Regions from separate parts of the Mus musculus genome. Here region 1 is linked to region 2. A link is a contact called in public HiChIP or PLAC-seq data. All regions are on one chromosome and are shown on one strand. Each heading gives the region's core, a stretch centred on a gene start, on an enhancer-like site or on the middle of the called end of the contact. The rest is flanking DNA. Distances are from core to core; before and after follow the strand shown.

The links. HiChIP or PLAC-seq counts read pairs in DNA pulled down with a chosen protein or histone mark.
Region 1: an H3K4me3 HiChIP or PLAC-seq map of embryonic limb bud shows a contact between it and region 2, with 2.3 times the contacts expected there. The contact joins two enhancer-like sites. A contact is called at or near these places in 2 of 39 promoter capture datasets (cranial neural crest and liver), 4 of 484 Hi-C or Micro-C datasets (bone marrow-derived macrophages, embryonic stem cells, nephron progenitors and 1 more), 4 of 115 datasets of contacts at active chromatin or transcription factors (embryonic limb bud, embryonic stem cells, extraembryonic endoderm stem cells and 1 more) and 2 of 9 other capture datasets (adipose tissue and pancreatic islet).

What each region holds. Positions count from the first base shown.
Region 1 is chr8:61,846,650-61,850,120 of GRCm38.p6, forward strand. All of the region lies in intron 2 of Palld (palladin, cytoskeletal associated protein), which reads right to left. Among named protein-coding and RNA genes, the nearest start is that of Palld, 54 kb to the right of the region's middle. Within about 2 kb of position 2,137, at least 16 of the 459 cell types and tissues checked have an H3K27ac peak or open chromatin away from gene starts, as enhancers often do. A contact at or near this core is called in heart atrium, where this site is marked.
Region 2 is chr8:61,755,169-61,758,716 of GRCm38.p6, forward strand. All of the region lies in intron 2 of Palld (palladin, cytoskeletal associated protein), which reads right to left. Among named protein-coding and RNA genes, the nearest start is that of Gm51576, 71 kb to the left of the region's middle. Within about 2 kb of position 1,488, at least 35 of the 459 cell types and tissues checked have an H3K27ac peak or open chromatin away from gene starts, as enhancers often do. A contact at or near this core is called in heart atrium, where this site is marked.

The DNA.
Region 1 (3,471 bases), core at 887-3,386, 92 kb after region 2:
ACCATGTCTATCTGGATGCCACTGTTTTCTGCCATGATAATAATGGACTAAACCTCTGAATGGAAGCCAGCCCCAATTAAATGCTTCCTTTTATAAGAGTTGTCCTTGTCATGGTGTCTCTTCACAGCAATAGAACATTAATCAAGACAGTATACATTCCCAGTACTGTGTTACATAAGGGCATTTTCATATAAATACATAACATATATTAAGAAAGATCTACCCCATACCACTCCATTCTTTCTGTTCTCTCCCAATGATTCCCTTTGTTCCTTTAAACAGTTCACTTTACTTTCCTATCATAAGTCAAATGCATGATTTTGTTTGCCTATACAAAATCTAGGAACCACAAAGGTGAGAAAAACATGTCTTTTTGAGATAACTTAATTTGATTAATATGATTATATCAGACAAGAAGGGATAATTTTAGTAGTCAGGACTCTGAATTTTGTTGTCAGAAATGCCATCATCTGAAGAGTTCACAAGAGAGGGAAGAAACAAACAAACAAACAAAACCCTAAACAATGGAAATAGACAGAGGAAGGCAGTTACCACTCCAAATCTTCCCAGCTTGAGCTGGGTAGAGATAGGGAACACCCTCCCCAGGTTCATTGGATTCTAAGTAACAAGAAGGCCACATGGTTGCATAGACCTTGAAGAGAGTGTCTGTGTTATTGACCACTGTTTTCTTTCAAGTCTAAGTTTCACTGGAAGGAACTGCACTCATTAGCAGGGAGACAGTCTTTGACAGGAGGAATTCTGAGACCAACTACTCCTCCCACAAGCAGTCAACAGCTTGGAATAATTCTGCCTTTCTATGAGTTAGAAAGTTGGGGGATAGAGAGAAGAGAGGGGGGAGGGAGAGGGAGAGAGGCAGGCAGGGGTATGAAGGGAGGGGAGAAATGAGCAGTAACACCCGATAAAAGCTTCACCACTTGCCTGCTAATCTGATAACACCATGATGCAAAATAGGCCTTTATCACCCCAGCATTGCCATGGCTTGCTTATGAAATTCTCAAACATTTGCTGAAGGCTTTGTCTCCAGCTGTTGGATCCCATCACTGACTGAATCATTAGTACTCTGTCCTAATGTGCGGATTAACCCCTTGATAGATTCCAAATCCTATGGTGTCATTACGAAGTACAGCTGAATTGGAGAATGTTCCAGAAGGGTTTATCATGTACCTCCGGCTTCTTGCCTGTCTCTGCGTTCTATCCACTAGGCAGTGAGCATCTCTGTTTGTCTCAGTCTTCTCTGCCTTGCCACCCGGCCTCACCACAGGCTTGAAACAAGGGAGCTAGTGGGGCATGAACAGAAACCACTGACAATGTCGGCCTGGGCTCCTTTTAAAAACGGTTTCTCAGAATGTTGGTCACAGTGTTGAAAAACACAACCAGCAAGCGAGTTTTTCTTCCTATCCGTTCAAAGCTCTGCTGGTTCAGGGAAGGCCTCTGATGGACTTTGGTTCAGTGAGAGAATGTTTAATAACCTGAAGGCTTTCTCGGGCAGAATGGAGTTCACTTCCCATCACCCGGTGTTAGCGGGTGACTTCTTAATGGGTAAAATAAGAAGCTGGAAAGAGAAAGAAGTAAGAAAGGGTGAGATGGCTCAGTGGGTAAGAGCACCCGACTGCTCTTCCGAAGGTCAGGAGTTCAAATCCCAGCAACCACATGGTGGCTCACAACCATCCGTAACAAGATCTGACTCCCTCTTCTGGAGTGTCTGAAGACAGCTACAGTGTACTTACATATAATAAATAAATAAATCTTTAAAAAAAAAAAAAAAAAAAAAGAATACTGAGTTTAATACCTCATCTTAAACTTAAACATAGATGCCCTCATTTTAAAAAAAAAAAAAAGAAAGAAGTAAGAAAGACAAACAAACAAAACAACACACACTCAAACATACCTTCTGCCTAAAAAAAAAAAAAAAAAGAAGTCAAAACATGAAGCCATCGATCCTAATTTCAAGTTGTTCTCATCTTACCAGCCAGAACTCTCGCTAACTGAAATAGAATTGTCACCCGCTGGACACAGCCTTTCCCTCTGAAAGAAAGCCAGTATCAGGATGAAGACATAATTAGGGCAGTCCCCAGGGACCTGAGGAGTAAGTATCCATTGGACAGTCTTATGTTTCAGAAGCAGAAGGAAGAAAATGACCGCAGCAGCAGCAGCAGACACAGATCAAACTTAATCACCCCTCACACAAAGGGAAAGCCTTCCTGATCCTTTAAGCTCGATTGCAGTTTATCTCTGCCTGGGAATGTGAAAAGCTGAGAAGGAATCCGATGGCAGCAGGCTGGGGTCAGGGACCATACAAGGCCTTCATGGAAACAGACTAAAGCACCAGCCAGGGGGAACAGACTAAAACATTTTGCCAGGGCAAAGCTGTGGACTGGTCCTGTCCCCACCGAAGACCAGCAATGACATGTTGGTATAACAGGTAACAATTAGTGACTTTAAAGGATTTTTTTTTCTTTTTTCAGTTTTATTTGAGGAGTGAGGAAGGGAGGGAAGCATGGAAAAAAGGAAGGTGGGAGGAAGGGAGGAGGGAGAGAGACTGGGGAGAATGTGTGCTTGTGTGCATGAAGAGACCAGAAGAAGATGCCTGATTCTCTGAAGCTGTGAGACAGCAGCCAGGGGCCTGGGAACCAAACGCTGGTCCTGTGCAAAAGCAGCGAGTGCCCCACACCGAGCCATCATCTCCCCAGCCCCTGGATCTAAGGATCCTGAACTATAACGTGACTAGTTCCCTTCAGGTGAAGTGGGCCCAATCTGCCTGTAGGCTGCTGTGCTGGAAGAATCAACAGAATCGATGGAGGTCATTTTGATTTTGAGGCTGGTTGTTTTAGGGGAAATTAGCTACAATTAATTAATTAGATGAAATTTATTAGATGAAAAGTGAGCCTTACGGGAGAGCGTGGGTTTAGTTGTGTGTGCTGCCTGGACAATGATCTACACAGCCCCTCTCCAAGGAAAACAGGAAAGGAAACGAAACCTGATTTCACCTGCAACACAGAAAGACTTGATTTATTGGGCCTCAGACTGCACCGTTTCCCACCCTAACACATTGGGAGTGTTATTTCTATTTCCTGGGTCCATTTTCCTCCATTGCTGTGAGGATTACGGAAAATAGTGCATGATGCTAAAAAAATTCCGCACATAGCATGTACTCAGGTGGATTTATTTTTAAATGTCAAATTACGAATCTATACTTAACTTTATTATATGTTATAAATTTACCCAAATCTGTGAAAGGCCGTTTTCTGCAGGTCAACAGATCCATTTTTTCTCAGGGGAGGGCTGGGGACAGGTTAAAATTCAGGTTGATGTGAGCATGAGGTTATGGGCTTGGAAGATGGCTTCCAAGACAGGGAAGGAAGTTCACTGTGGAGAAGATTTCCCCCCAAAGACCTGGGTTTATTGTAATGTATTCCCAGTGTAATTTGAAATTCAATTAAAAACCCCTAA
Region 2 (3,548 bases), core at 238-2,737:
CAAGACCCAAACTTCAGAGAGTTCAGAGTTCCCACTGAGCACTGGCATGTCACTTTTTCTCATTCCTCACTGTGTTCTGTGTTTAGACACTCTCCTGGGCCAGGCTTCTTTCTGCACTTGGTTGTAAGAAAAAGGGCTTTATTTTCCTTTCAAAATAGTCGACAGAGGCCTGCTGGAAGTGAGGAATATGACTAAGTGATTTCTTAAAGTCCTTTCCAGCCAGTGATTCATCAGACACAGAATTTTAACTTGGACTGGTCTACTGGTATTCTGAGCCAAATGTCTCATTTCTGCAAATGAGGAGAGTGAGGTCTGTAGAGGTCAAGAGTTGTGGGGGGCTGCCTGCTACAGTGGAAAGAATATGGGACTTGACGTTTACAGAGGTCTGAGTTTGAGACCAAATACCAACAGTGACTTGCTGTGTGACCTTGAAAACATCAATAACCCCCGTACCTTACTCCAGTTTCCACAACTGTACAGTAGAGATAACGCCACCTTCTCTGTTTGCTGTCTAGTGTCAGCCTAAGGACACTACATCTAAGAACAGGATAAAACATAGTTCAAACCTGCCCCCTATGTTAAAATTTTAATGTAATCTGTCCAAGGTTACTTGGTGGCAAACAGAATCAGCATCTTCAGTTCCAGTGTCACTTAATTCTCATCATCCAGTATGTCTCCTCAATGTTTTTCCCATAAGCCATCATGCTAATCCGATCTCCATGTGCTTTCTTTTAAGCTGCTTACTGCACATAGGCCCCAACTGTAGGACTCCAGATTGGCTTAGCCAGACTGCAGAGCACCAAGTTGTTAGAGACATCTCAAGCAGCCTTCCATTATCTTGTAGTGATGGCTCTCAGATGCCAAGCTCATGATGGCCAGCCGATGGGTTGAGTTCCCAAGTGAGCTTTCTAGGTAGCTTAGCTTCTTCAACCAGATTCATAACATCAAGCCGGAACATGAGCGCTGTCTTCTGATTAGCACTGAGTGGACTACCAGGTTCGAGCACATACTTTGGATTAAAACAGAATGGATGTAACCAGCAGAATGAAGTAATACCAGGCATTCATACTGGAGAGAGATTTGGGAACTTGCTCGGTGGTGATAGCTGGTTGACAGCACCAATCTGCGATAGCTTGCTTAGAAGGGGGTGGTAGATTGATCTCACAAATGAAACATGGGTCCAAGGTTATGTGTTTCCAAGGACCACTAATGAGAAGAGGTCACTGGTCTCTGAGCTCATTCACCATTATTTGTGAATTAGGAAAGATTACATGTTTCGTTTGGCTCCACTATTAATCACAGGGTATACTGAATCCTCAGGAGGCTGACCCAAATCATTTCTTCCACTTATCAAGTAACATGTACCTCCACAAAGACATTCTGTGACCTTCTGTTCAACCTGCCTTTGCTTCTTGTGTAACTGATTCTCCTCCAGACTTAGTATTGGAGATCCTTCTTCCATATATTGGGAAGAGTGGGACTGCTTCTTTAACAATGAGCCAACGAGTGCAGCCAGCAGATTCACGTTCCCCTGTCCTTTTGAGCATGAAAAAGTTTAACAATTTCCAGAAATAAGGGGAAGGTCAAGCTTACAATCAATAGGGAATATTGCCTTTTGCCATGAGCCAGAAAAAAAGAAAAAAAGAAAAAAAAAACCTGAGGTGGGGGAGGGGCCACCTTGAGCCAGTTCAGGCAACAATTTCTATGTTAAAAAAGAAGTTGAAGTTGGAGCCATGTGGTCTCCAAAGTAGTAAAATATATTTTCTTACCCTACACTTCATGTGCCCATAACCTTCCTTTTAAATCATCTCTAACCAGCCTCAAATCACTCTGACCGCAAATCATTTGGTGGCTTTGGTCTCCAGGCAATGGAATGTGCTGGAGCAGACAGGGAGTCGGGGAGTAGCTACCAAGTGCGCTCTGAGGGAGCTCCCACCCCCACCCACCCTAGCCCCTACCCCCCAGGCGTATGGACCTCAGCAAGAGCCTTAAACGTTCTACACTGAGATAGCACATGACATCATAGCGCAATCATTCCAGAAACACACACACACACACACACACACACACACACACACACTCACACAAAACTGCAAGGGTTGCAGAACAGCAAACGCAATATGACACAAACCACAGAGGGCAGATGGAGCCCAAGAACAGTTTTCCTTATGAAAACATTCACAAATACCACAGGCAGACTGGCAGAGGCAGGTTTAATTACATTCACAGAAACTCATTGTGTCCATCAGCACCGCCAACTTCAGGGCTGACCAACGAATGGGAGGTCACTCACTGAGGCTGTCCTGGAAATGGGACAGCCAGGAGAGCCTGAAGTTCTATGTCCAGGTGTCTTAATGAGCACGTGAGGAGTAGAGTGGACCCAACTGTAGCAAATGCTCAATAGCCCTTGACGAGAATTCTAAGGGACCCAGAGCTTTGTAGTAACCTGTCTTTAAATGTATAACTGAGGAGTTAAGAACAGCCCAAGGTGTGAGAAATCAATTATTCAATTCATGATTAATTTACGAGACACTTAGCTAAGCTGTCCCAGGCACAAATAAAGCTCTTGCGACTGCCATCTGCTGTCACATCAGAAGAGCCGGCCGTGTGTGCTGCAAGTGCAACTGGATCTTTGCTTATTTTTATTTATTTATTTAAAGGAGCTTTCAAAGCGTTAAGTATACAGTCTTTGGAGGGATGGTGAATGCATGAGCGAGCGAGCCTGTAGGCACCTCTGGGAAACAAAGTTTAACATACACTGGCTAAGTATGATTAAGGCTTGAGAGGGAAACATGTTCCAAATAAAAGTGCTATTTTAGTGTACCTAGCTATCGTTTTACTGTTTTACAGCTGTTGCTAAAGTGAGCATTTTCAAGGAGGCTCTGCAGAACTTCTAGGAGACAAGAAGGATATGTTTAAATGGCCCCCCGAGAACTTTCTAATTTTAGCCCTACAGAATCATCACTGCCAACTCTAGTCAAGGTAGATTTGTAGTGGGAGGGGCAAAGGACCCAGAAAAATCAAGAAACAAACAGACAAACTGCAAACAAACACTGTCATGTTGAAGGTAGGTCTTGTTCCTTAAGGGACCAGGACAAAGAAGCATAGCAACTATAGACGTGTGTGTCTACCAGCTATAATCTTCTCTGAGACATAGTATTTTACATCCTGGTAGTGCGTGCAGCAGCAATCTTTTCATCAGATAACCTAAGGATAACTGCTCATTTCAGCTGGTTGGGGGGTGGGGGCAGCCCAAATGCATGCTGGTCATATCTTTCTGTAATTTCTAAAACAATGGCAGGGAGAAAGGCAAGATTCTGGGTTACTGAAAATAATCTTTCAGCCATTATTCCAGCAGTTATAAACTAGGACTTTTAAAATTTATTTATTTAATTGCTGGGGTCAGAAGAGATTTCCCATGGATTTATCAGCAACAGAAATAAACACGCATTTTGCTGAGTCTACTTAGAAGTGTTAAAAAGGGTTACTGAAAGTCTGTTTTCATCCTGTGGTTAGGAATTCAATGTGCCTTGCTAGGATGGCAAGCT